Regions from separate parts of the Mus musculus genome. Here regions 1, 2 and 3 are each linked to region 4. A link is a contact called in public Hi-C and promoter capture Hi-C data. All regions are on one chromosome and are shown on one strand. The core of a region is the stretch at or near the end of the contact, and the rest is flanking DNA. Distances in the headings are between cores, read along the strand shown.

Region 1 (7,120 bases), core at 2,244-4,743, 1.5 Mb after region 4:
TCCAGCCGACCCCTCCACCCCCTGCTTACACAGAAGTGTTGGAGACCTTAGGAAGGGTTTCTCACGTGTGGAATATATATATATAAGTTCCTCAAGAGAGTCATCTTTTCTCTCTCATGGGATCCACAACCAGCCAAGGTCTCTCTGTTGCACACTCAGGCTTTTACTTCCTCCTTATTTTCATAAGGAGTTGGCTGTAGATCTTTGAGAATTAGCCTTTAGCCCAGTGGTTCTCAACCTCCCTGTTACCCTTTAATACAGTTCCTCATGTATGGTGACCCCCCAGTCATAGAAATTATTTTTGTTGCTACTTCATAACTTTAATGTTGCTACTGTTATGAATCATAATGTGAATATTTTTGGAGACAGAAGTTTGCCAAAGGGGTGGAGGCGCACAGGTTGAGAATCAGTGCTCTAGCTCCAATCTCTGCTGTCTTCATCGGATGCTACAGGCTACCGAAATCTGTGTTTATTTGTGTAGCACTGGAATTTGAACCATGTACGATGACCCATACTGCAGTCCTTTCAGAAATTTTAAATTTCTATTTAAAAAAAAAAAAGCTGGGCGTGGTGGCGCACGCCTTTCATCCCAGCACTCGGGAGGCAGAGGCAGGCAGATTTCTGAGTTCGAGGCCAGCCTGGTGTACAAAGTGAGCTCCAGGACAGCCAGGGCTATACAGAGAAACCCTGTTTCGAAAAACCTAAATAAACAAACAAACAAACAAACAAACAAACAAACATGAAACAGACTCCCATTAAATTGTACAGCCTGGCCGGGGACTTGGGGGTCCTCCTGCCTCTGCCCACAAGTGTTGGGACTACAGGCCTTAAGTGTTGATCAATAGTAACAGCTGCTACCTTTCCGTGGTCACAGGAACCTGACCCAGCACTGAGCTAGCTGTGCATGTGGGTATCTGGCTAAACCTTTACAATAACCCACTGAAGATAGTATTATTGTCCTTGTCTAGAGTAAGTAGGTAACCAACCTGAGGGTAGAATGGACAGAGATTCCACATGTCTAATCCCTGTGCTAAACCAGACGCACAGAAAGTGTGAGGTCTGGTGCCCCTGATGACTGGCTAAAGAGTACTAGCCACTGGATGCCAACTCTGCTTGTGTTCAAAGGAGAAAGGCCCGTGACTACAAGCACAAGTTCTGCCAGACAAATGATTCTGAGGATTATTTTAGGCTGAGCATAGGCCTATGAACCTACCTAATCCCAGTACTCAGTAGGCAGAGTTCGAGGCCAATCACGTCTATATAGTATCTAGTCGGACCTTGTCTAAAAAAATTTATTCTATATCTGGACATGGTGTCAAATACTTGTAATCCTAGCACTTGGGAGGCAGAGGCAGGAGCATTGCTGCAACTTCAAGGCCAGCTTTGTTTACTTAGGTCATTTAAGGGCAGGGTATATAGCAAGACTGCCTCAAAAAAATAGTTAACTCCATTCAGGCACTGTGGCTCAGCGACATCGTGAGTTCTGCATCAATCTGATCTACATGAGACCTTGTCCCCCAAAACCAAACAAGCAGGCTAAATAATTTTTAGTTATTTATGGTGGGGCTGGAGAGGTGGCTCAGCATTTAAGAGCACTTGCTGCTTTTCTAGAAGATCTGGGTTCCTAGCACCCACTTGGCGGCTCACGGGTGCCTAAAATTCCAGTACAAGGTGAAATTCCCTCTTCTGGCCTCCACAGGCACTGCACACACATGGTACCCCGCACACATACATGCAGGGGAAAATTCATACACATGAATAAAATCTTTTAAAATGATCTATGGTGCTAGGAAGATGCCTCCATAAATAAATCCCCTGTTGCACAAGTTTGGGGACCAGAGTCTGACTCCCTAGCACCCACATAAAAGCCAGGCAGTCTGCCTGTAATCCTAGGGGCAGGAAGAAGGGGCCGGTCCCAAGGACAAGCTGGCAGCTAGACGAGACAAACTGGTGAGCTCCAGGTTGAACCAGAGATCCCGTCTCCAAAAATAAAGTGGAAAGCTGTTTAATAAGACACCTGACATCAGCCTCTGACTTCCACATGTATCTAAACAGGCATGTGCCCAGACACGTGAACAAGCGTGCATACCACACATGCAAAAAAATATTGCTCATTTCCATCTCTCATTTTCATCTCCTCCATCACTGTTTTGTGCTATTCCAATGGCAAAAAAGAATTTTTTTCTTAAATCATTTTGACTGAATGAGTCCCAGTGAAGAAAAGGGAAAGGAAAGGGAAATCAGTTGGGGGTGGGGGTATATATGGTAGTCAGAGGGATGGGATGCAGGAGGAAAGAGCTGGAGACAGAAAGGGGGACAAGGGAAGAAGAGATAGATGATGGAGCTGGAGACAGGCTGAAGGGATAAAATTAATGCATCCCCCAGACTCTGAACCCCCAAGGTTCTCCTGAACAGCCAGATAACCTAACCTGGCGCAGCCTTCTTTTCAGAACTTCTCCTCAAGAGCTGAGAGCCAGTTGAAAGACCATCTCTGCCCTGTACTCTCGGAAGTGGGCTCTCAGCTCCAGCCCATTCTCAGAGCCTCCCTCGGTTTCCTGGTGTGGCCTCAAAGCTTAGGGCTACCTTCCTGCCACACTTCCCTTTCCTGCCTCCAGTTCCCTAGAGATGAGGCCATCCAGGCATTGCCACCCCTAGCCAGGCCACATCCATCCCATCTTAGAGTACTAAACTTGCTTCCAGTCTGGCCACCTTCCCAGGAGCCCTGGAAGGTGGGATCCAGGCATCAGTGGTCCCTGACACTTTTGTCTTGGAAATGGCAAGTCTGCAGCAGGAGTGAATGTAGGTGACTCAACTCATGATTATGTTACTAGGTAGAGGTTAGGAAAGAGTCAGCAGGCTGGGTCACAGGGATAACTTCATGGAACTTTTATAGTAAACAACTTATTTTCTCTTTTCCCCCAGGGAAGTGTTTATCTGTCAGCACGTCAGCACGGGGCCTCTACCAGGCATCTGCTCAGGTTTCCAACCCTTGGGCCAGCTCTGGCTCCTCTTAGCCTGGGGAAGAGCTGGAGAGGTCATCGCATTACCTACCACTTCTCAGCAAAGGGTTCTGAGTGCCTGGCAGCAGCGACCATAAACATCTTCTTTAACCTCTCAAGGACCCACCAAGGTAAGTATTGCTGCCCCTACTTCACTGCGCGGAAAAGGAGGCTCGTGGAGGTTAAGTAACTTGCCCGGTATTGCCGGGAGCTGATAACTGCTCCAGGAGCGTGGGAAGCTGTAGCACCGCTCACTCTGCCCCGACGGGGCGCACTCCGAAGTCTCCCTCCCCGGTTGCCTGCAAAGTTGGGGACTAGTCCGTGCGACCAGCGTGACCTATGCCCCTGGGGTTCAGAATCCTGCTTTTTGCCCCTGCACAATCGCCCTCTGCCCCTGCCCGTCTCACCATTGCCTCCGCAGCCGCCGCCGCTGCCTGCTCGCCGGCTCCGATTCCTCTGCCCCGAGCGGCCTCAGTGCCCGCGGCCCGGGAGGAAGCCGTGGGGCGGGGCGGGCCCGCAGCCCAAGAGGGAGGGGGGCGCGCCTTCTCAGAGGTGCCCGTCCCGGGCAAACCGAAAGCGGTGACAGGACCCGTGGGGCGCCTCCTACCGGGCCACAGGCGTCCGATTTCCGATGACACCCCAGCCTGGTGAATTGGGGACCGATGTCTCTTGGATCTGGGGCTGCATCAGGAGTTAGCCCAGGAGGCGTCATTCCGTCATGCAAAAAGCATCTGTGGGAGCTATGTGCTGGAGCTGACATGAACAAGCCAGAAGTATTTGCCACCTTGGTGAGTGCGTCTCACCCGAAATTAAAAACACACCAACCACTCCAAAGTTCTGATTATTTACAGACGGAACAGGCAGTATTCTGAATACATTGTATGTCACCGAGTTATACCCTTAAAAATGGTAAGCTAGGGCTGGTGAGATGGCTCAGTGGGTAAGAGCACCCGACTGCTCTTCCGAAGGTCCGGAGTTCAAATCCCAGCAACCACATGGTGGCTCACAACCATCTGTAACAAGATCTGACGCCCTCTTCTGGAGTGTCTGAAGACAGCTACAGTGTACTTACATATAATAAATAAATAAATCTTTTTAAAAAATGGACTCGCGTTGTGGAAAGAACCAACTCCTGCAAGTTGGCCTCTGATCTCCATACATTGGGGGAGGAAGATTTTTAAAATGCTAAAGTGTTGCAGACATTTCTGTGAGCTAAAAGTCTCAATGGTGTGTGGATGGATCTCAAGTTTTGAACCAACAAGAGGCAGAAGAGGCAAAGGAGAAGATGGGAGCCAGCTTCCAAAGTGGTACTCAAGCAGAGACCATCTCTTTTGGATAAGAATAAAATACAAACTACACAGACTGTCTTGAAGAGTTTCACAGCATGAGTTTAGGACAGAGTTGCAAGCTGCTGCAAGGAAAACAAACAGGTGTTGCCCAGCCTGAGAACACACACTTTCTCTTAGATTCCTGGTGTGGGCCTTGCGGGATGGTCCTCTAACAGGTGAGGAAGATGGAGTTCTTGACGAAGAGAGATGCCGAGGAAACTGCGGCTTTTCTTGCAGAACTGGGAACTGAGAAGTCCTTTCCTTAATCTCATTGGCCCGTCCCAGCCTCAGGCCAACTTCAAGGTTAAAATGAGGTTGTTTGTAAAGAACTGTGCAAAAGGTGCAGAAAGCCTGAAGACTTGTAAAGGATACGCTGTGCTCTGAATTCCACAAAAAGCTCACGGAGGAATATATTAAGTGGTGCTGTTTTATGTGCTTAATCGAAGGCTAAAATGTGAGACCGCAGAGACGGCTCAGCAGTTAAGAGTCCTGGCTGCCCCTCCAGAGGACTGAGGTTTAATTGTCAGCACCTACATGCCAGCTCACTACATGCCAGCTCACTACATGCCAGCTCACTACATGCCAGCTCACTGCGGTCTGTTAACTCCAGCTCCGGGGGATCCGATGCCCTGTTCTGGCCTCCAAGGACACGTGTCACACATGGTCACAGTCACACATGCAGAGGAAGCATCTTTACACATAAAATAAAAATAATTTAAAGAACAAAGAGTTTTTAAAAAGACTTTAGTTTTAAGGCAAAAACTCAATTGTAAATGGATGCTGGGGATGGGCTTGCCTGTTTTGCCCCAAGCCCTGGGTTTGATGTCCCGCATCATACAAACCAGACTTGGTGGTAGATGGCAGCATCGGCGAGCCAGCAGCAGAAGGGTCAAGGTTCACAGCCATGGCCTGCTGTCTAATGAATGTGAGCAGTTACTACATGAGAGCCTGCCCGAAGACAAAATAAAACAAAACCAAACAGAAAACTGAGCTGGCTCTGTAGCTATGGTTGTGATCCTAACACTTAAGAGGATGAGGCAGGAGGATTGACTGAGTTTGAGACCAGCCTGGGTCATATATAGTAAATTCCAGGACAGCTTAACCTAGGCTTCAAGGCTACAAAGTAAGACTTTGTCTATTAAAAGAAAGAAAGAAAGAAAGAAAGAAAGAAAGAAAGAAAGAAAGAAAGAAAGAAAGAAAGGAAGAAAGGAAGAAAGAGAAAAGAGAAGAAAACAACAGAAAAGAAAAGAAAGGAAAAGAAAAGAGGAGAAAAGAAGAGAAAAAAGAAGGCCATGTGAATTTGACTCCAATGTAAAATGAAAGCAGCCTCTTACAGGAAGTGCTGACTCTGGCTTTTCTCTGTTCTAAACTCTTTTTTTTTTTCCTTTCCGAGACAGGGTTTCTCCGTATAGTCTTGGCTGTCCTGGAACTCATTCTGTAAACCAGGCTGGCCTCACACTCAGAAATCCACCTGCCTCTGCTTCCCGAGTGCTGGGATTAAAGGCGTGCGCCACCACTGCCCAGCTGTTCTAAACGCTTGTAGGCCTGTTCCTTTGCTGGAGATGCTGGTGTGCTTCTAGATTTGTGTAGCCTTCCTGAGCTGCTGTGGAGAAATAGTTAAAGCCATCTTCCACCTTCCAGGCTGCCCTTGACATCCTAAATGTGGCTTCTCTTAACCAAAATGCCAGGGGCTTTTGTCCCTGGGTTGAGCCACTGTGAGGATAGACCACTGGTTTCCATGCTTGGACACATTACCTCAGAATGGGCTGGGGGTGAAGAGGGTAGGCTCACTCATGTCAAAGTAGATGGAGAGGGGCTGTTTGGTACTTTCCCTGCCCTCTGTGGAATCGAGAGCATGATCCAAAATCTGGCCTGTATTTAGTATCCCACATTTTTGACTCTCAACCCATCCCTTTCCTCACATGCTCCCAACAACAGGTTGTTTCTAATTCTGGAAAGGTTGTGTAGGAACCAAGGACAGAGGAAGCCAAGAACCACAAGCCAAGGCAGACTGGGCTCTGGAAAGAACCGCAGTGATGAAGAACCTGGTGGGAAGGAGGAGTCCAGAAGACAGAAAGCTCATTGTGCTGTCAGCCTGGTCCTGTGACATTGACTCTGACTAGCCATGGGACTCTGGGGAGGGAGAGATGCTCACCACCACTCCCTCAGAACAGCTGAGATCCAGGCCTCTATAAAGACCCAGAAAAGCAAGGATAGACAAAAGACAAACAGAACAACCCACAAAGGATACGCTGACTAGCTCCTTCAGCCTCTCTCTGGCTCTGAGTCATACCTAGGCCATAGACGAGACATGGCAGAAGTGACAAGAGCCCTTGAACCAGGTCTTACATGACCCATCATCATATCCTTGCAAGCGTATCCAGGAGGTCAGTTAAGGGACATGGCAGGGTCCCAGGAGGGCGCTGAATCCTGCATCCCACTCTAAAGTGCTATGAAGTTCTAATCCTCCTTATGGTAAGAGCTCTAGGAAATCCTTGTTCTTGTGAGTTGTGACAATGAACAGTGTGGTACAAAGAAAAACAGGAGGGCTCAGGAGAGGGCTCAGCAGGGAAAGCACTTGTTATGCAAGCATGGGACCTGAGTCCAAATCTCTAGGACCCATATAAAAGTTTTATGTGTGCTTCTTTCTGTAACCTCAGCACTGTGGAGATGGATCCCTAAGCCAAACTGATGAGCTCCAGGCTTAGTGAGTGACTGTTTCAAAAAGTGGGGTGAGGGCTGGAGCTGTACCTCAGTACAGACTCTTATCTCACAGACCTTATGCTGTAGGCT
Region 2 (7,435 bases), core at 4,036-6,535, 1.7 Mb after region 4:
GCCCTCCTTTAGTCCCAGCACTCGGGAGGCAGAGACGGGAGGATCTCTGTGAGTTCGAGGCCAGACTGGTCTACAGAGCAAGTTCCAGGCTCCAAGACAAAACACAGAGAAAACCTGTCTCAAAAACAAAAACAAAACAAAAGAAAGATAAAAGAAGGCACCATGTACTAAGTGGGTGCTCCAAGGAACAGCAAAGGTTGGCACCGTGATGGAGACCAAGAATCCATGGGTTGTATGGGAGGTGGAAGCTGCCTTGCTGTCCTCAGCCCGTTTTCCCATAGTATAGGGAACCTTAGCTTTACCGGCCCTGGGGTCCCTACAAGGCTCCCAGTGCTAGGTCTCTGGAGCAGCAAAGGGAAGGGAACGCCCCAGTCAGCCCCTGCCACTTGGCCCTTTTGGGTGACTCACTTCTCCGAGGGGGTGGAGGCGTGGTCTCCAGCAAAACAACTTTGTCCAGAGCCAGGAACCCCCGAGAGCAAGTAAGTCGCGTTCCAAGGGTTCTCCATGGCCCAGGGATCTTACTTTAACTCTGCGGGTTCCGAGGCGCCCGGCTCCCTGTCTCCCCACACCTTCCAGGCTCCTAGAGGAGAAAACTGTACTGGTGTTTTGATCGTAGAAGAGACCAGGCAAAGCACTTTCCCATTCTCTCGAGGGACGAACTTGAAGCAGGGAGTTGGCGGTAGGGCAGAACGGAAGCGTGGTGGGGGTGGGGAAACCAACCTGAATCTTAAAAAGAAACAAGTTCCTCATTTCTCTTTATAACTTTTTGTTGGCTTTCTTTTGAAACGGTGTCTTACGTAGCCCAGACTTCTTTAAATTCACTACGTAGCCAAAGGCGACATCAAACCTGTGATTCTCCAGCCTCCATCTTTCAAGTGCTAGGATTACAGGTGTGCACCGCAGCAGCGCTTAGATTACCCACACTCAGCAAGCCTTTCCTCTCCCCCTCTCTACCCCCCCTTCCTCCCTCCCTTCCTCTCCTCCCTCCCTCTCCTGTGTATTTTGTGTGTCTGAGTGTGGGTTTCTGCAAGTAGAGGCCAGAACAGCATCAGATGCCTTGGAGCTGGACTGATAGAGGTTTGAGTGATTTGATGTGAGTTCTGGGGACTGAAATTAGGTCCTCTGGAAAAGCTGTGAGTTCTCTTAACCACACTGAACCATCGCTCCAGTCCCAGCAATTTATTATTATTATTATTATTATTATTATTATTATTATTATTATTATTATTATTATTCCCTTGGTAATAGGACCCTCAAATGTAGTGAACAATGGTTTTCATTCATCTTTGTTCCCTGGTGTGTACATAGGTCCCCAACCTAAGGGCCACCCAGGTTCTGCCCTGATGCAGCTAGGACCCAAGGATCTGAGTAGTCACAGAAGGAGGGGGGAGGGGATCCCTGGTTTTAACTCTCTTCCCTGGCGGCCTACCGTGACGCTTGGGAAGGAATGGGGATTGCTCTAGCATACGCTGGGCCTTTTACCAGGGCCCCTAGTTAGTCATCTCAGCAGCGTTCACAGTCACTGCTGACATGAATGGCAGACTAAAGAAAGGAGAAACAGTCCATCAGATGGCTCAGCTGGTATAGACACTTGCCACCAAAGCCCAAAGACCTGCATCTGGTTCCCAGGACCCACGTGATAGAAGGAGAGAACCAACTCCTGTAATTTGTCCTCAAGCCTGGTGTGCACATGCCACGCCTCCTCCAGAATAAGTAAATGTAATTTTTAAAGAAGAATTCCTATTTACCTAACAGTCCTTATCTGCTCATTCCCTGTAACATCTTGTTACATTTAGCTGTGTGCCCAGCTTACAGATTGGACACAAGGAGGCTCCGGGGAGTTGAATCACTGGCCTGAGAAACCTCGGCTAGTAAGCAGTAAGTCTACTTCCACTCACACGCTGTGTGTAGCCAAGGATAGGTTTGAATTTTTGGTCTTCTTGCCTCTACCACCAAGTGCTGGGACTGTAGGCCTGCCCCACCATTGCAGCTTTACAGTCTCTTCTCCCACCATGTCAGACTCAGGTCTTCAGGCTTGGAAGTAGTGTCTTTACTGGCAGAGCCATCTTCCTGGTCTTCTTTGTTTTTATTCCATGCTGTGATCCATCTCAGGGCTTCATGATGTTATGTGAACAGTCTATTAACTGATATATATATATATATATATATATGTATATATATATATATATCCCCAGTCCTGAAAGCCAACTCGGTCTCTCTCTGACTGCCCTGGAACTTGCTCTGTAGACCAGTCTGGCCTTGAACTCATAGAGTTCCACTTGCCGATGCCTTCCCAGTGTTGGGATTAAAGCCGCCGCCCCCCCCCCCCCGTCCAGCTAAGACCAACCTGTAACCTTTCTCTCTCTTTAAGCTCTCTACCAAGTCTGTGGTTCTGTCAGGGACAAGGCTTTGCTGACATCTTAGCTCAGACTACCCTGGTGTCAAGACTGTCGTTTGACCATAGAAACACTTGGATGCCAGCTAAAAGCTGTGTTTTATTGTTTTGTTTATTATTTATTTAATGTGTCTGGGTGTTTTGTCTGCATGTATGAATGTATGTACACAGTGTGTGTGCTTGGTACTTGAGGTGACCAGAAGAGAGCATTAGATTCCCTGGGACTGGAGTTACAAACAGTTGGGAGCCTCCGTGAGGGTGCTGGTGATGGAGCCTGAGTCTCTGAAAGAGCACCCACTGCTCTTAACCATGGAGCCATCACTCCAGCCCCACAAACTGTTTACAGAGAACATTTCCTTTTTTTTAAGTTTTACTTATTCATCATATGTGGGTGGTTGTCACAGCACATGTGGCAGCCAGAGGACAACTTTCTTTCTAAATCTCTTTTGATTTATTTTGAAAGGTGTGTGTGTGTGTGTATGTGTGTGTGTGTGTGTGTGTTATAAAACACCATGCTCAAAAGCAACTTGGAGAAGAAAGGGTTTATTTCATTTTACACTTCCAGGTAACAGTTCACCACTGAGAGAAGTCAGGGCAGGAGCCTGGAGGCAGGAGCTGATGCAGACGCCATGGAGGAGGGCTCCTTACTGGCTTGTTTCTCGTGGCTTGCTCAGTCTGCTTTCTTTTAACATCCAGGACCACCTTGCTCAAGGATGGCACTGCCCACAGTAAGCTGGGCCCTCCCATGTTGCTCAGTAATCAAGGTGATGACCCACAGACGTGCCTATAGGCCAGTCCTACAGAGACATTTTCTCAATTAGAAAACCCTCTTCCCAGATATGTCTAGATTTGTGTCAGGTTGACAAAACTCAATAGTGTAGTGTAATTTATCTGTATATTCAAATGTGAGTGCAGTGCTCTCTGTGGCCAGAAGAGGGAGTCAGACCCTTAGAGTTGGAGTTGCAGGCCATTGTGAGGTGCCAGATGTGGCTTCTGGGCACCAGACTCCAGTCTTCTGGAAGAGCAGCAGTTGTTCTTGACCTCTGAGCTGTATCTACCATTTCAGGGGACATCTTTCAGGAACCATTTTGTCCTTTTATTATAGGTTCTGAGGATCGAACTGTGGCCATCATTGCAGAGCAAGCATTTTTACTCACTGAACCGTCCCAGTGACTGCATTTAATGTTGAGAAAACAGTTAATTCTCTCTCTCATGGTATTTTAGCACACAGAACACATTTATCTAGAAGGCATGGGGGTGTACACTGTAATCCCAGTCCTCAGATGGAGGCAGGAGGATCACACATTTGAGGCTAGCTTGAGTTATGTCTTCAGGCTCAGTCTCAAATGAGCAAGCAAATACCAACTCCCCATATCCACTCTGTGCTCTGTTTTCTCCAGGCTTTCCCCTAGCAGCCTCCGAGATAGGTTAGGCTGGTCTGATGGTTGGATAATTAGCAAGCTTGCTTCGGTGCTACCTGGGCCAGGGCCATGACTCTGAACACTAAACTCTATGGCTTAGTGGACTTATGGATCTGACTGTTGACTAACATTCTTCCAGGATGGGCCTGTCAGGGTCCCTGGACATTGAGTCACCCAACTGTAGCTGCTCCTTAGGTGCAAATATTCCTGAACCTCTCAACCTGTGAGTCATGAATCATTTGGCAAAGTTTTATCTCTAAAGTATTTACATTACGAGTTATAACAGTAGCAAATGACAGTTATGAAGTAGAAGGAAGATAATGTTATGGTTGGGGGGGTCACCACAACATGAGGAACTGTATTGCGGGGTCACACATTAGGGAGGTTGAGAACTGCTGACCTAGGGATTAGGAGGGAATAAGAGCCTCCTTGACTGAGCGTCCTGTTTTCTATGTGACTTCGGGCTGTGCCCCAGGGTAAGGCTTTCCTGGGGCCAGCAAGTTAGATCAGACTGATTCTATATTATGGTCCTGTGACTGTGCGAAGGGAGCGGCTGTTGCTTTGGGTTGAGCTTGAAACCATATGCCCTCTGTCCTGGAACTCAAGAGATCCACCTGCCTCTGCCTCCCGAGTGCTGGGATTAAAGGCAAGAGCCACCATGCCTAGCTAAGGGGCATAGAGAGACTTCATGTTTCAAGACACCTTGTGTGGTGCCTCATTACATGTAAATCACTAGTGTTCAGGAAGCAGAGGCAGGATTCTCATAGCATTGAAGCCAATCTGGGCTACAGATTTAGTTTCATAGCAGCCTGGGTGCCAAAGTGAGACGCTGTCTCAGTAAAACAACCAAACAACAGTTGGTCACGATGGTGCACTTTTGTGATCCCAGCATCCGGGAATCAGAAGGGTCAAGTGTTCAAGACCAGTTTGAGCTGCCTTTAGAGGCTAGCCTGACTACATGAGAGCTTGTCTCGAAAACAAAACACCAAAATGAACACACATACACACACACACACACACACACACAGAGAGAGAATGTGTCAGGGCCTCAAACACTCTCTTGGAACTTTGCTTCAAAAACAGACTGGTTTACAGAGAGATTTCCAGGACAGCCAAGGCTACACAGAGAAACCCCGTCTTGAAAAACCAAAAGGAGAAAGAGGAGAAGGAAGGAGGAAGGAGAGGAAGAGGGAGGAGGGGAAGGGGAATGGAGGAGGAGGAAGAGGAGGAGGGAGAAGGAGTAGGTCATCATCACATGTACTCAGGGCAATGAGACAACTAGTCAGGGGGAGGAGGAAAAAGTAGTGTAGGGCCAGTGACCCAACCCAGGAAAAGTGACTAACCAGCCACAGCAGGGCCTGAGCAGACTCAGGCCTCTGCCGGGGCTAGTGAGTGGAATGGGACTTTCCTTGCTGGTCTGACTCTTTAAATTGTTCAGAATCTGCCTTGCCCGAGGCCGCTGTGATGAGACCTAGTCAGGCTTTAACCTCCCAGTGACCATGTCTGAGAAATAGCAGCCTTCCATCCGCATGGCCCAGCCTTGGAGCTGGCTTTCCTGAGCCCTTAGACTTCTGAGTACTGAGCCTCCCCATGGGTGGGGCAGGTGGGTGGGGCAGCCCAGTGGCGAAGAGGGAAGTTAGAAGCTAGCTATCGAGGGGCAAGCTGAGACGAGTTTGAGAAGAAAAGGCCCGTGGAGAGGTAAAACTGGGAAGGGCTCTGTAGAGAAGGGACTAGGACTCTCATGAGTGGGTAGGTGAGGGCTGGCTGCTAGGGTCCGGGAACAGGTGGGAACGGTGTCCCCAGGCGTAAGTCAGCTCAGGTCATTAGCTGTAGTTTTGCAGCTGCAGAGTCTTGAGTGGGTGTGGGTGGGATGTGTTCTAGCTGCTGGGGAGGAGCTGAAGGGTCTGGGCTCATCCTGGTCTGTAGGAGGTGGTGTCAGACCTGAGAGATCCCCAGAAGCCATCAACCTGTCGGGAGGTGAATTCAGATCTGGTGGTGTCTGTCCCCAAGATAGCACTATCCTGGGCCCAGACAACTGGAAGGAAGGGAACTGAGAAGGAACAAGGTAGGTTCAGCTACTTGAGGGACAGTCAGCCAGCCCCCAGTTAGAGGGTTGGCTGGGGACCAGTGTGGAGAGAGATGAAGGTAGAATCTGGGGGTGTGGGGAGCGGGATCTGCTTTGGCCTGTCCTGGGGGTTCAGAGCCACTGCTGTTCCCACTTCTAAGAGACATTGGCCACAGTCAGAAAGTCCTGGGCTTCTTGAATTGGCCCTCTATTTCCTCCCTAGGGCCGCTATTTCAGCTCACACTAACGGGGCGGATATGGTCTTTGAGGGGAAGTGACCTGTTGTGAGTCAGGGTCCAAGAGGGCAAAAATAGCCCCAGTTTTCCTCAGTACTGGGCCACTGATGCACATTGATAGGATCAAGCATTTTGTTGGAGGTAGGAGTGGACTCCACTTCTAAGCCCCCAGTGTGTCCTTAAAAGGTATTCTAGCCAGAGTTAGCCAGCAGGGCACACATCCTCCCCCCCACTGCTCACGACAGTCAGATGGGCCTCGTTGCCCTCTGGCTTTCTGCTTCAAGGCTGCTCCAGGCCTTGCCTGGATGTCGAGATCCTAAGCAATCCCGTTGGTTTTCATCTAGTCCAGTCATTGGATCTCAGCAAGTTAGGACAATCAGACACTTTTCCGGGCACAGTCAGGTGTGTCCAAAGGTCCATAGGCAAACTCAGCTTCCTGCTCCAAAGGTGCTTTCATGTCTCGGGGAGAAAGCCAGCCCCTAAAACTCATCACATTGTGGCACAATGGGGGAAAACGGAGTCCTCAGCAGAGGTGGCCAGCTGTGATGTAGCTCAGTGGTAGAGCATTTTCCAGCTGTGCCCTGTGGCCCTGGGTCTGGTTCCCGGCATGCTTCCCGTTCCCAGTGAAAGACACAGAGGCTGCCTGTGAGGTGGTGAGTTTCCCACCACCAGAAGCATTCAAGAGGAGGATGGCGAAGTGAGCCACAGAAGAGGGCTCGTTCGTGTGCGCTAAGGACTATCTAAGCACTAAAGCCTCTTCTAATGCCGGTCTGTGATTATGTGACGGTCTGATGGGGAGGAAGTTGGTCTGTGGTTTCTTTGGGTATGATGGCTCCCCACTTCCTGAACCTTCTAGGTAGGCCATAAGGCATGGACTACTCCTCATGCTGAGCCCCCCCCCCCCAACAGATCTTGAAGGAATGGAAGTGAATAATAGACTCTGTCATGAATGCTTGTGATAGGGTAGCAGGTGTGCCTTGCTGTTGTTAGCACAAGAAGGTGGCCAGATGTGCTCTAAACCTGCAAGCAGAGGATGATGTGACAATGGGGCTGGGAAAACTCCCACAGGAGCTAAGCCTACCGAGCGGTCGTTTATCCCACAGACAGCTAGGGTTGACGTGTGCCCACAGGGATGGAGGGGCTGTGACACGTACATTGTGGGAGCTTGAGGAGCGGTAGGAACAGGTCACAGGGCTGAAACGAGGAGACAGGAATGGAAGACCCTTCCCCAGGAAAGCCTGACCAGAGCAGGACCTCGAGCTGACGGGAGGGCAGCCGCAGCCCCTATCAGAACCTGGAGCTTCTCTCAGGCTCTGCT
Region 3 (7,419 bases), core at 2,018-4,517, 1.8 Mb after region 4:
ATCACAATATTCAGTGTTTATCACAGTATTTGTGTGACCAGAGCTCAAATAGTGAACAAAGTGTTTAAAAGTGTACAGAGTTACTATCAGGTGCTAGTGTTGTCTCTGAATGAAAACTTAGGAAGAAAACAGATAGAAATCACATTTCCACGCAGATCTGTTTACCTGTCAAATGTGAAAATACTGAAAGACCTCTTTATCTCTACCTTTGTAGATACATATGTAGGGTATGGATGGTCCTATTTGCCATCAAGGGCTAGGGACAATGGCTGCAGCATGCCCAGAATTGGCCCAACTGAGGCTGCATATCCCTCCTAGACCTGGCTTCTCCTTCCTTACCTTTAGGTTCAAACGTTGGTAGTCACTGGCCTTTGGCCTCCGAGTGACTTTGGATCTTTTCCCTTCCAGAGCAAAAGCAATAATCTGAGGGAAGGACAAAGAAAACAGAATAACATTTGACTCTGTAATGCTGTACTTCATTCAGTTCCTGAAATCAGAAGCACTTACCTAGATCCACAGAGAGGCCTATTTAAATCACACACACACACACACACACACACACACCCCACACACACTTTCTTTCCAGTGCTGGAGTGCAATCGTGGCATTGTGGATACTAGGCGAATGCTGTGCCAAGCATGTGATATGTGATATAGCACTATAGTAGAACAACTGTCTAGCATGCAGGTCACCTGTGTTCAACCTCCAACACCACAAAAGTAATAAATTGTAAAGATTTTAAAAGGGTTTGGTTATAACAAAATCCTTTATACTACTTAATAGGGACCAAGAGAGCAGGGTGGTGGTGATGCCTTTAATCCTAGCACTCGGGAGGCAGAGGGAGGCGGATTTCTGAGTTCGAGGCCAGCCTGGTCTACAGAGTGAGTTCCAGGGCAGCCAGGGCTATACAGAAAAACCCTGTCTTGAAAAAAAAAAAAAAAAAGGACCACGAGATGGAGGCTGAGGCCCGTGGAAATCTTTATGGCTTAACTGTGGGGCTAGAGTTAAAGGTCTACCAGTTCTTTTGCCAGAGTTCTAGGTTTAAGCAGGGTGGGGATAATTACTGATTGTTTCCTATCCACAAACACTTGCTTTGTGCCCACACATTGTTTCAACAACTTTTCTCTAATTTACTGCTCTCAACATGGACATTTAGATGTAAATGAAGAATGTACACTCTCCATTCTTTATGCCCAAAGGCTATCACAAATTGAACTCTTCAATAAGTCAAGTTACTGAAATTGTCTTCTAAATCTCATGGCTCAGTAGGAAATACAATAATTTTGTCATATAGAGTTGTTTCTAAAGTTGTTTCATGGGTAACACTTTAACCCCAAAGATGTGTACATTTGTGCAATTTCAACTCTTGTTGGTTGGCTTTCTACTTTTGGTGTTAGTAACTATGTAACTGAAAACATTCTTCCTGCCTCCAGATGGAAGATGGTTGGTATAGAAGCTAGAAATGGTAAACTATCTTAAGCCTGGAAAAGGGGGAAGAGGTCTACATATCAAGAGGCTGGGAATGATCTGAGTTCCAAGTTAGGGGAGGGGAATTACAGTTAGGTCAGGTCATGACTCACGTCCAACTTGGCACTTTACAGCAGAACTGAGAGGAAACAAGTCACATGATGAAAACACCTGATTTACAAAACTTAGTTTTATAAGCCCCAGCAGGGTCTATGGAAAAAACAAGATGATCTTAAAATTCTCAAAGCTCACAGGCAGATGAGTGACAGATAGCTGTCCATGAACAAAGAACTTAGGGTCCTGGAAATCCCAGTCCCCTCTTACCTTTCGTTTGTTGTGGTAAGCAATATAGAGGACAGCAACAAGAACAGCAGCGGTCACTAGATATGCAAAGAAGTGGCTGCTCTCTGCACTGGTGTTTCCAGAACTGTCCTTATAAAGATCATCCTTCTCATTCTTCATAGAGTCTGTAAGTGTCCCCTCTTGGTTCTCACTGGAGGAAGGGCCCGGCACCTTTTCATTCTCTTCTTCAAGTGGTGAGCCTTCTTCCGGCTCTGTGTCACCCTCTTCAATCTCCTTGGTTTCCACGTCTTCAGTAGGCTCTGAAGACTTATCTCCTTTCTCTGGCTTTAAAGAGAAGTCAGAGTCCCCTGCCAGTGTTTCCCCAGATTCAGTTTTGGAAGTAAGTGTTGGTTTTTGTCCTTTTTCAGTTGGCTGGACTTTGTCAGTCTTCGAAGTCTCCGTATCTGGGGAGATTTTGGAGGTGGGCTTGTCCAAATCAACTTTCGTGGACTTGCCAGAATCATCTTCTGTGGCCTTATTCGAACCAGCTTCTGTGGGCTTGCCAGAATCACCTCCTGTGGGCTTGCCAGAATTACCTCCTGTGGGCTTGCCTGAATCTTCTGTGGAGCTCTGATCAGACTTTTCCAGTTTGGGGTTGACTGGTGAGAGGGGCCGCGCAGTTTCGTTCAACTCGGCATCCGTTTTCTCGGGCTGCCTTCTGGAATCACCCAAACTGTGATCGGTCGCGGCGGTCCGCGGCCCAGATTCCGCCTTACTGGAAACTGCTGCCAAAGTCGTCTTGTCCTGGTCTTTTTTATCTGACTTCTGCCCCTGACCGTCGGTCGGCCTTGTAGTCTTTACCTGGTTAGAAGAAGGCAGGGGAGTGGAGGACTGTTTGGAAGGCTGATTCGGAGGATTCTGAGAGTCACCTGAGTCGGCGTCTCTCTTATAAACGGACGGCAGAGCTCCTGAAACAAACAGAAAAAACAAAAAACAAAAAACAGTAAGTCCTCGGAAGAAGAGAAGCGGGCTTGACTTCTGAGAGCCTAGCGGGGATGGCCGAATGGGAAAGCGGAGATGGCTAGAGCAGGGTCGGGCCAGACAAGAAAGACGCCGGCTCCCGTAGCGACCCACCAAGGTGAGGAATGGGGAACCTAAAGGGGAGAGTGAGCTGGGCTGGGGTGGGGGTCCTTACTCGCCACCGCGACACTCAGCAGGAGCAACGCAACCTGGAACCGCATCCTGCAGTCTGCGCTTCCGCCCTCTGATGACGTGAGAGCGGCGCACGAGATTTTCCCGAGCGTGGCCCCTCCCTTTCCGGCGGACTGTTTCTCTTCCGGCGCAGCCCCGCCTTAGGGGTGGGGCTACCGGGCGACAGCAGCCGTTGTCTGTGTGTTCCGGTAGAGTGCCGGAAGTCAAGTCCAGCTCTTTATTCCCCCCCAAGTCCCTTCTGTTTCTCAGCAGTCTGCGGGGCTCGGCGATCTCGTTCTTGTTCACTTGGCCTCGTTTTTCGGAAGCTGTTGCGACCGGCAGGTGCTGCGTCGCCTTCGCTGCTTATGATGTAGGGTCGTGGGGCCGGGCGCCTCTTTGTCGCATCCTCTGCTCGTGTTTCCAACCTCTCCGTTGCCGATGCTGCTTTCTCACTTCACAAACAAATGTACTCTCTTCAGCACTTGCCCATCTAGAAGCAAACACATTTCATCCTGATCCTAATCCCTTTCTTGGCTGTATCCAGGGCCCTCTGAATTTACCAAGGTTTTTGATTTCTTGTTTGTTCTTCTGAATTTCTATGTGTTTGAAACCATATTGCTATGTGGGCACCTGCTGCCTCCTGAGTGTTTGGGATTACAGGTGCCTCACCACGCCCCTGTTGGGCTATTTATTTATTTAAGAAATAAAATATCAAAGATTTACTATTTTTATTTGTGTATGTGTGTCTGCCACCTGTGTGTAGGTGCTCTTGGAGGCTAGATGAGGGCATCAGATGCCCTAGAGCTAGAGCTTCAAGCGTTTCAAACTCTGTGGGTGTTGGAAACTGAACTCTGTTCCTGTGGGAGAGCAACAAGCCCTGAGCCATCTCTCCAATCCAGGAAGTAAGGTACTTTGTTACTCAAACAGGAAGACCTTGAGTTTCTGATCTTCCTACTGGACTACTGGCTTGTGTCTCCAATTTATGTGGTACTAGCAATCAAATCGTGGTTCTATGCACACTAGACAAACACTCTTGTCTCATTCACCACATATATATTCTTTTTCTTTCCAAGACAGGGTTCTTCTGTTTAACAGAACTCGCTCTGTAGACCAGGCTAGCCTTGCAATCACAGAGATCCACCTACCTCTGCCTCTTGAGTGCTGGGGTTAAAGACATGCACCACCACACCACACAAGCAACACATTCTTTTTTTTTTTTTTAAGGTTTATTTTATTTATTATATGTGAGTACACTGTAGCTGTCACCAGACACTGGAAGAGGGAATCAGGTCTTGTTACAGATGATTGTGAGCCACCATATGGTTGCTGGGATTTGAGCTCAGTACCTCTGGAAGAGCAGTCAGTGGTGCTCTTAACTGCTGAGTTATCACTCCAGCCCAAGCAACACATTCTTATAATGCAAACAACAAAATAGAATTTTAAAAGAAATATACTTAAAAAAACTTTTTTTAGAGAGCCAGGTGATGGTGGGACACAACATTAGTCCCAGCACACAGGAGGCAGAGGCAGGCAAATCTCTGAATCAGGCCAGCCTGATCTACAGAGTGAGTTCCAGGATAGCCAGGGTTACACAGAGAAACTCTGTCTTGAAAAACAACAGCAACAGACATCTTTAGTGTCTAGGGAGATGGTTCAGTGCTTAAGAACACTGACTACTCTTCCGGAGGACCCACATTCCATTCCTGGAGCCCACAAGCCACCCGACAACGGTCTATAATTCCAGTTTCAGGAGACCTGACATCGTCTTTTGGCCCACAGTCACTGCACACATGAGGTGTAGAGACATACATGTCAGTAAAACATACACCCACTTTAAATGTGCTTGCTCTCTGCTCATCTGCAGATTCCTGTTTGCAGTCATTTCCTGTGTCCTCATCTATGGTAGTGCTGGATGGTTTAAACAAGTTGTCTAAAGTCATTTATGAACATTTGCCAGGCTAGGTATCTCATAAACAGTGATTTAACAAGTAGCCTCAACATCTATGTTCATTTTTTTTTCTTTGTCATTTTCGAGACAGGCTCTCATTCTGCAGTCATAACAGGCCTGGAACTCACTCCGCAGTACAGCAGACCTTGAACTGGCATCAGTCTTCCTGCCTCTGCCTTGGAAATGCTGAGATTACTGTTCTGTGCCACCATGCCGGGTTCTATGGTTCTCAATACTCTGGAGGTTTAAGATAGAGGATCTTTTAAATAGGATGTATTGTTATTTTATGTGTGTGGCTGTTTGGCCTCCGTTTATGCCTCTGCATTTTGTGCCTGACTGGGGCCAAAGGAAGCCAAAGGACACAGAGCCTCTGGAACTGGGGTTAAAGATGGCTCTGAGCCAGCATATGGGTGCTAGAAATTGCACCTGGGTCAGAAGAGCAGCCAGAGTTCTTAACCTCTCAGCAATCTCTCCAGCCTCAGAGGCCGAGGATCCTTTGAACAACCAAAATTTGGAGGCCAGTCTGAAGAACAAAGTAAGACGTGGTCTCAAACATATCTAAATAAAAAAGACTTTAATCTGATAAAGCACGAAATCTAGTGAGGCAGATAAATATCAGATAGATATTTGTCCACGTTTGCTGTAATTGGTTAATTTTGATTGTCCCCTTGATGGGATTTAGATTCATCATGGAGAGAAATCTCTGGGTGTGCCTGTAAGGGATTATCTAGGTTAGGTTAATTGGGGTGAGAAGACCCACTCTGTGTGGGGACATTAGTATTTCATGGGCTGGAGTCCTGGACAGAATAAAATGGAAAGCAAGCTGAACACAGTATACGGGGTTCATGCCTCTCTGCTTCCTGGTGATGGATTCATTGTAAACAGCTCCCTCTGCTCCTGCTGCCATGATTTCCCCACCACGATGCACTGTGTATTCTAGTCCTGCACGGCTGGAAGTTTTCAAATTTCAGGGAATAGTGCATGGCACAGATAGTTTCAGAAACAAGGGCTTTTCCTGGCACCTGAATACAAATCCCCACAATGAGCTCCTCACAGCTCCTCCCCACCCCTCTCCTCCTCCTCCCTCCTCTTACATTGCTGAGGAGAGAATAAAGATTGCAAGAGATGTGAGAAGTCCTCCAGCTTCTTCCAGGAAACGCACTGTAGCTCAGGGGTAGAGTGCTGCTTGCCTGACACATGAGAGGCACTTGGTTCAGTCTCCAGAACTAACACACACACACACACACACACACACACAATTTTATAATGTTGACTCTGCCTTGCTAGAGGAAGTGAACTGGTAAATGAATCTGTTTGTAAAAGAAAATTCTGTCTGCCTGCTTTAAGACGAATGTTTGACTAACATTTAAGGATATTGGCTTAGTGTGGGTGTGGGTGGGTGGAGAGGGCAGTGGCAAATAATTAAACCCGACCCAGTGTCCACGTTACCGGGCAGGGCAGGGGAGACGTCCTCATCACATAGAACTCCGGGGCATTTGTATTTTATCTATAAACAGTAAAAGAAGCCACTGAAGAGGTTTTAGTAGGGGCAAGGTTTCATCAGATTGGAGAATGTTTGGACATTACTCTGGTTGTTTCAGAAAGAACTGGCTTGGGGAGAAGGATCTGGGTGTTAATCATTTAGGAGATTGCTGCCATATCTCAGGTAGCGGACATGCCCAGGGAGAATGACAGGAAGTGTTCAGAGTGGAGAGGGCGCTGGGAAAGGGTACTAACTAACATTCTTCCGAGATAGATTGGAAAGGAAGGAAGCAGAGGGGAGATGGGGAGGGAGGACGAGGGTGCTTTCTCAGAGGTGGGGACCGCCAGTGGAGAGCCAGGGGTGGTGGACTGGCAGATAGGAAATGAATTTGCTTCTGGCCACTTGCTTATTACTTTGGCTTTTCTTCTCTTAGGATGATTGTGATAGCCAAGAGGAGAGAGGCCAGGATGGAAGTGTGAGCGTGCAGCACAAATACAGGAGCCATTTTCCTTTTTTTTTTTTTTATTTTGTTTTTGTTTTTTTTTTGTTTTTCGAGACAGGGTTTCTCTGTGTAGCCCCAGCTGTCCTGAAACTCACTCTGTAGACCAGGCTGTCCTCGAACTCAGAAATCCTCCTGCCTCTGCCTCCCAAGTGCTGGGATTAAGGGCGTGCGCCGCCGCCGCCACCACCACCCAGGAGCCATTTTCCTCAGCACTGTTTTTTTGTTTTTGTTTTTTTTAATTAGGTATATTCCTCGTTCACATTTTCAATGCTATCCCAAAAGTCTCCCATACCCGCCCAGCACTGTTTAAAATATCATTGGTAATTGTTTCAGTAAAACTAACGTACATGTTTATTATAACTGTGACAGTTTTCTTATTATTGAACATCCAGATTCTTCTCACCTTCTCACCTGCTAGTAACTTTATTATCAGATAGTGGTTAAATTGCATGCTTCTAAGATGACAGATACACAAAAAGATTGAGCAATTTGCTCAGGGCCATGTTATTTTTATCAAACTTCTGATAACAGGGAACTTTTCTTTTC
Region 4 (6,749 bases), core at 1,120-3,619:
AAACTGGAAAAAAATTAAGATAAAGACCTCTAAAACAAAACAAAAAGCACAAAAAATTAGCATATGCTTTGTCTTAACCAGGTAAGTACTCCTAGGCATGGGCCCACCCTGGAGTGTGGCTGATGTACTACCCAGTGAAACTCCATTGGAGAAAACTAATTTTCCCTTTCCCAGCAGTTATCTTGCAAATAGTGTCTTGCTTAGGGGCGGGACTTTGTATCCACCGACCACTGTCAGTGCTGGGTTTTGGTCTGGTTCCAGCCTGTGCAGATCTTTTGTATGCTGTCAGTTTCTGTTGAGTCCATGTACACATTAGTGGCACCGATGTTCTGGGAGTGGCCAATCACTTTTTGATTGGATTTAAGGCCCACTCCATAAGGTAGAACCCATAGCTGATGCTGACATTGTAGTGAAAACCTGAAACTAGACAGTCACATACTTAGGGGCAAATCTACTATTATTATTGTTATAAGGACATAGCAATAAAGCGACTACTGATGACATATTGCTATATCGTCAGTAGAGCACCATTCACCCTCATCAGAGAAGCGGCTTCTTGCAATAAAGACAGAAATTAACAAAGAGATCCTCAACTGAACAATATACAGAAAGTTGGGTACTCTGGAGCTCTCAGTCCTAAATAGGATATCTGTATCAAACCTCTCCCCACAAGGCTGTGTTTTGCACAGAAAAGATGGGAAGATTGTCAGAGTCATAGGTAGCAGGTAACTCCAAGGGAAGAGTTTCTTCCAGACACAACAGTACCAGTATACATACGAGCTTAAAATGGAATCTTTAAAAATAAATAAAAAGAGAAAGGGACCATATGAGCAGAGGAAAGTTCACATGAAGAAGCAATAGAGTAGCCATCTAACAAACCAAAAGGGGCCTCAGAAGAACTCGATTCTGATGGCTCCCGATGGAGGAATTCTAGCCTCTAGAACACATATGCTAGAGGGAATTTGCTATGACAGCCCTGGAGAATTAATATACAGGGCAAGAACTTCCGGTCCTTGGCTTTCATCCTAAGCAACACAGGGTAAGTTGAAGGTCATATCCTGCCCTGTAGGGAAGCAGGAAAACAAGGGACAAAATGTCTCATAGAGGAAAGGCTGAGTTCCACAGTGGAGGACACTTAGGAGGAAAAACGGGACTCCTCTTCGAATTTATTAAAACCATGTGAGTGAATCAGAGCAATCTGGGTGGAGCTGAGGAATACTAATGCCTGTGCAGTGTGTGTGAGATGAGAGAGGACAGGAAGACAAGGCGCTTTAGAGATTTGTTGTACAGAAGAGAGAAGGAATGTGGTGAGAACTAAAGGGAGAAATGGGTTTATAGGGATTGGGGCTGAGTGGAAATTAAGTGTGCTTCATGCAGATGGAGACCAGCGTACACAAACTGCCAACATCATTAAAAATCTTCCCAGTGTTTGGTTGGTGTTCTGAGTACACTGCTGAAGGATGCAACTTCTTACTCTTCCACACACCAGCTCTGAAATCTTCAGGGTATTCGCAACTACTTTAAGAGAATTTTAAACGCTTTGGTCAAACATTTGAACCTTCCCCACTTTGGTCGTTGTCGTTCTATTTCTCCTGAGGGCAGTGTAAAGCATGCCAAACCAACCGGGAGACTTAATAAATTTTTGTGACTGTGTGACCTTGTGCAGATTACTTCAAGTGCGCCAGGCCTGGGATCCTCCTTTATAAACAGGTTAAGAGGCGTTCCGGGCGCTCTGGGTTATCTGTTCTACAGATCACTGTCATCTCTATCAAAGCTGTAATTGTAATTCTTAATACCTTCCTAGCCACAAATTGGGCAACTCCTGAACTTCTAAGGACACATGACCTGTGCAGTCACTTTCCCCCAACTCTCATCCCTTCTTTCCAAATAAATTCGGCTTGGGAATAGCAAAAGCATCTATCCCTTTAAGATCAGCCACCTCCCGGCCACCCGGGACTCCTTTCCACTCTTCTTCCTTTCACAGGGGACGGTCCTCTTCACACTCAGAATCGGCCACGTACTAAGTGCCGCTTCCAACCAATCAAGAAGCAGTTAGCTCAGGCCTTTGAGGAGCATCCACTTTCACCAATAATCTCCAAGCTTTTCCCAGCGCCTCACTTTGAGGGGCGAGGCCAATCAGGGAATGGACCAATCCGTTCCAGAAGTGGCATTAGGGAACTGAAATGATTCACCAATCGCCTAAGAAGACTCTGGGGAGGGGCATTTCTCATTGGCCGTCGTTCCCGGAAAAGGGCCGGACTGCCACAGGGAAAACTACAATTTGATTGGTAGGTATAATGTTGACAACAAGGAACGCGTCTGCCTGGCTCGGAGTGGCAAGGCGCGCAACCAATCGCAGAGCAGACGCACGGAACCCTCGCTCAATGGGCGATGTCTGCACAAGGCTGTCACTCAGGTGGCAGTGGCTGAGACGTGGCCGGGCAGCTCTGCTGCTGCGGCGCGAAGTCGAGAGGCGGCGGGGTCCGTGGCGCGCGCTCGCAGTGCTCCGAGGCTCCGAGCGGCGAGACGGGCGGGCGCCGACGGCAGGGTCTCCATGCCCGCGCGTGGGGCGGGCCGCTGATGGAGCGCGCCACCCGGCCCGGGCCGCGCGCGCTGCTGCTGCTTCTGTTCCTGCTGCTGGGCTGCGCGGCGGGGATCTCGGCGGTCGCGCCCGCCCGCAGTTTGCTTGCTCCCGCGTCGGAGACAGTGTTTGGCTTAGGGGCAGCGGCCGCCCCGACTTCGGCCGCGCGGGTGCCTGCGGTGGCAACGGCCGAAGTGACCGTGGAGGACGCCGAGGCATTGCCGGCTGCCGCTGGCGAACCGGAGTCACGCGCGACGGAGCCCGATGACGACGTGGAACTGCGGCCTCGCGGCAGGTGAGAGGTTGGGAACTAGGGTCGGGGCACCTCTCGCAGGGATGCGAGTGACTGCGGACAAAGCAGAGAGCCGCGACACCTTCCTGTCCCACTCTGAGCGCCTGCCTGGTCCTGGCTGTGGGAGGGCAACAGCATCTTTAAAGGAGGATGAGGGATGCCTGGAGAATGCAACACCCGGCTTAGGGAAGAAAGTCACTTCCCCGCTTTCATTGTTTTCGGGCTTTAACCATATGCACTTTACACTCCCATTCCCAAATACTTGACTCGTTCTGTCCTGATTCTGTTGCGACAGGTAAAACGACTTTCAAAAGAGATGCCTACATTTATCCTTCAAATACAAGTCTGTTGTGGCTCCTGGTCGAGGGTTTTGATTTTCTGTTTCTCTAATTGAGATATGCGGGAACACCTGCATCAGAATTACCAGGGGGATGCTGGTTAAATGGACAGTTTTCTAGGCTCCGCCCCGGTTTTACTAAACCAGACCTTTTCTGGGTAAGAACAAGCACTCTCAAGAGCTCCGAACACACTTAGAGGTTAAAGTTTAAGGAGTGTGCTTGGGTTCTTTTATCCTAGCAGCTTTTTGATATTTAAAGGGGGTTAGCATAGTTTATTTCAGTTGGATTTCTTAGCCTTATAAACATACAAATTCAAGAGACAAGTTTTAAAGCAATTTTCAAAGTCTGCACAGAATGTAAAATACTTTAATAAAGTATTTTTCAGATAGCATGTGTGGAGAAAGTGGCACTATTTAATAGAAAGAATGCTAAAAGAGCATTAGGTAAATTAAGAGCTGCATCTAAATTAGAACATATCTAAGTTTGTAACATAGTAGTTATAGATTATAAAAAGTATCAGAACCTTGATCTAGGTACCCAGTGATTACCAGAAATAAACAGGGCAAGCCCTAAAATTCTCCATACACCATTTGAATAGTTATATTTAAGAATGTTTAAGTAATAAAGAATACAATTTCATCTATTTGCGAATGTATGAACTCTCCTAGATGAGTGAAACAGCTGTGAAGAGTAAATTACACGAAGTAGAGAGAACTATTCTGTTTTCCTTAGAACACACACCTGCAGCAGCAGGGACTTTCTAAAGCTGAGCAGAACCCCTGGGGTTATGGAGGTAGAGCAGGAAGCCTCTGCTCTTGGAAGGAATACGCAGTCAATCCAGCAATCGGGATGAAGCAGAAGGTCCTAACTGTAGGGCGGTTCAAATGAACAGTAGAAAGCAGTACAAAGGAACTGTCATGGGTGATGCACAGTTTGCTGGTGTATGCTGTGTAAGGCAAGGGATGAGGTAGGTTTATAGATAAGAAATGGCTGTGACAGAATGATTTGGTTCTTAAAAATGGGTAGAATTCTGATAGATGGTGGACTTAAGACAGCAAGAAGAATGGGGGTTGGAAATTATATTGAGACCATTTTGGGGAGCGTGTGTGCGTGTGTGCGTGTGTGTGTGTGTGTGTGTGTGTGTGTATTCTTCGCCTAACAGCATTATCACTTGGAACCACGTTAGACCTCCAGAATCAAGTACCTCCCAACCTACTAAGCACCTGCCTTGTAATAGATCACTGTGTGATTTATATACACATTAGTCTGAGAAATCTTAATCTTGAATGGTCAGGTCTATTTCTCTAGCAACAAGGTTTACTGAAACAAGGTAAAGATACTAGTATTATATTCCATTACTTGGGACTAATATGAGAGATAGTTGAAGCAAAATCTTAGTTCCTAGCAAGTGAGTTGGTTCTTCATCTCTTGATACAGCTGTATAAAGATCAAGAGTTAGTGGCCAGAAAATGATAGCAAACAGGAACATCAAGAGGCTTAGAGAATCTGGGAAGAAAAGGTAAGGGATGTTGGTCCTGATGCCTCAGAGATTTAGGTCATCCAGATTGATGCTTGCCAGGAAGATGGACATGAAAGACTTCAGCTAAAGGGAAGGCAGACAGATAGCTACAGTTATAAAGCAGAGAAGGTGCCCACAAGAAAGCCCCAGGAAATCTTATAGACAGCAGCAACATAGCTGACTAGGTTGGAGTATAGGACTGAGTCTGGAAAATTTTGGTGATGAGCACACTTAATAGTTTCATTAAACCAAGGAAGTAAGTTGCAAAGGGTAAGAATTACTCTCTTTCTGAATCACTCCCGACTTTCCTTCCTGGTAGTTTACCAGGAGGGAGCCTGTATGGACAGGTTGGAAATGAAAGGAAGGAAGGATAAGATACAGAGAAGCCATGGGAGGTAGGAGGCTTGCTGTGAGATCTGAGTTACAAAGGGCAGCAAAGGATTGCTTGTCAATCAGGAGGACCACTTTCCTCCTGCTCAGACACAAGTGAAAATAGAGGAGGTGTGTTGGGAGGAGAGAGTGTGTGGTCCCTGTTAACAGTAGTGTGGAGTCTGCAGAGTGTGAATGAGTGAGAAGTCATGGGCAAGCGGGTCCACAGGAGCTAAGTAGTCAGCGTTCTACCTAAGTGCTCTTCACAAGCCAAAAATCTGAAAATATTAGTTCCATAATAATAGAACAATATCCTGTTTGTTTCAAGGGGAGGGCTAGAGGGGCAGAGCTGAGTTAACCAAGCGTTGATTACAAACAGCTGTGAAGAACTCTGAAGCTTGCAGAAGGGGGTGAGGGGTGGCTGCTTTTTTGTGCCTTGTCTTTTGATGATTAGCCTTAGCAAGATGGGACCTACTGAGACTCAGTTCTCTCTTGTGATTGGCTTTCATCCACCTTACCTGGTGCCTGAATGTTGACTCTGTCTCAGGCATGTGACTGGCTGGATAAACACCCTTTTTCCAAAAAATGTAAACTTGTTTTTCCAGTAGCAGTCTCAGAAAGTTTTCTTCTAAACTTTAGACTGGTAAATGGTATTTCCCCACCCCACCCCCCACTGAGAAAATTAGGACAAACGCCTCAATCACACACTTAACTATGGATACTGTTGTGTTACCAGCTCGACTTCCAACATGTGTTAATAAATTGCCAAGTGTTACTCAGGGTTCCTGCAGTAGGTTAGGCCTGCAATTCCTTACTTGCTTCCTGCAGTGAGTTTGGCCTACAAAATGTTATTTGCTTCCTGAAGTGGGTTGGGCCCAGGGAAGTGTTACTTGGGGTTTCTGCAGTGGATCATTTATCTTCACACTGAAGACATGTTGAAGGTACAAAGAACTAATTTAGTCTTGCTTGTCATACTCATTGCAAAGTGTATTTCCTTTTTCCTTGCTTGGTCTCTATACTTCCTAACAAAAGAATTACTAAAGTTGATATTTCCTGGCGTCTTGATACACTGTGCACCTGCTGTCAGAAGTTTTTGGCTTGAAATAACATTAAACATTTTTTGCAAATATAAGATGATTTAATTCCTCTTTATTTCTCTTTCATTTGTCTTTCCCCAGACTGAGCTGATAGGAACCAAAGGTGCAGAAAGCTGGTTTCCTCAGATGTTCGAATTCATAATATTTTGTTTGTTGTCTTAAACCCCACTGGGCCTTTAAATGATATAGCATCTCCAAATACTGTGTTGAAAGAGAGCATTGTTACCCATGTAGGCCTGTCAGGGTTCACTCTTCCACCCTGGACCCTGGAGGTTAACCAAAAACTTGATTTAAAGAAGAACTTATAAGTAACTTTGCAAACAAGTTACTACCAAACTAAACTTACCTGGGGCCAGTAAATGGACTGTCCTTCCTCTCTGTAGTTTCCTTCGACTTGACTGATGCCTAGACTGAATATCTGTGACAGCCACGAGGCTGTCCTTGATCTGACCTCAGCTCTGTGTGTTCATTTTACCAAAGGGACCTGTCTGTCAGTTGCTGTGAGCAGCCATTAGAACATGGCTCCTCAATACCTGGCGGCATCTCCACCTGT

What was found. Promoter capture Hi-C pulls out the DNA fragments that hold promoters and counts their contacts. Hi-C and Micro-C count contacts between places; a contact is called where the count stands out from the background. Capture Hi-C pulls out chosen DNA fragments and counts their contacts.
Region 1: a promoter capture Hi-C map of pre-B cells shows a contact between it and region 4, with 3 times the contacts expected there. The contact joins the promoter of Vamp5 here to the promoter of Eif2ak3 in region 4. A contact is called at or near these places in 3 of 39 promoter capture datasets (the C10 cell line, cranial neural crest and pre-B cells) and 2 of 9 other capture datasets (adipose tissue and liver).
Region 2: a contact with region 4 is called in a Hi-C map of B cells, with 5 read pairs. The contact joins the promoter of Capg here to the promoter of Eif2ak3 in region 4. A contact is called at or near these places in 1 of 484 Hi-C or Micro-C datasets (B cells) and 1 of 115 datasets of contacts at active chromatin or transcription factors (pancreatic cancer cells).
Region 3: a promoter capture Hi-C map of liver shows a contact between it and region 4, with 3 times the contacts expected there. The contact joins the promoter of Tgoln1 here to the promoter of Eif2ak3 in region 4. A contact is called at or near these places in 2 of 39 promoter capture datasets (erythroid cells and pre-B cells) and 1 of 9 other capture datasets (liver).

Annotation. Positions count from the first base shown.
Region 1 is chr6:72,376,975-72,384,094 of GRCm38.p6, forward strand. It overlaps Vamp5 (vesicle-associated membrane protein 5), which reads right to left and starts at 3,494. Exons shown (of 3, transcript NM_016872.4): 1 at 3,407-3,494. The coding sequence starts at 3,409. It overlaps Gm52494 (a long non-coding RNA gene), which reads left to right and starts at 2,308. Exons shown (of 3, transcript XR_003956310.1): 1 at 2,308-2,799; 2 at 2,923-3,130.
Region 2 is chr6:72,543,988-72,551,422 of GRCm38.p6, forward strand. Capg (capping protein (actin filament), gelsolin-like) reads left to right here and starts at 5,286. Exons shown (of 10, transcript NM_001042534.3): 1 at 5,286-5,514.
Region 3 is chr6:72,613,733-72,621,151 of GRCm38.p6, forward strand. Tgoln1 (trans-golgi network protein) reads right to left here and starts at 3,268. Exons shown (of 4, transcript NM_009443.3): 1 at 2,945-3,268; 2 at 1,792-2,717; 3 at 340-423. The coding sequence starts at 2,990.
Region 4 is chr6:70,842,146-70,848,894 of GRCm38.p6, forward strand. It overlaps Eif2ak3 (eukaryotic translation initiation factor 2 alpha kinase 3), which reads left to right and starts at 2,370. Exons shown (of 17, transcript NM_010121.3): 1 at 2,370-2,876. The coding sequence starts at 2,581.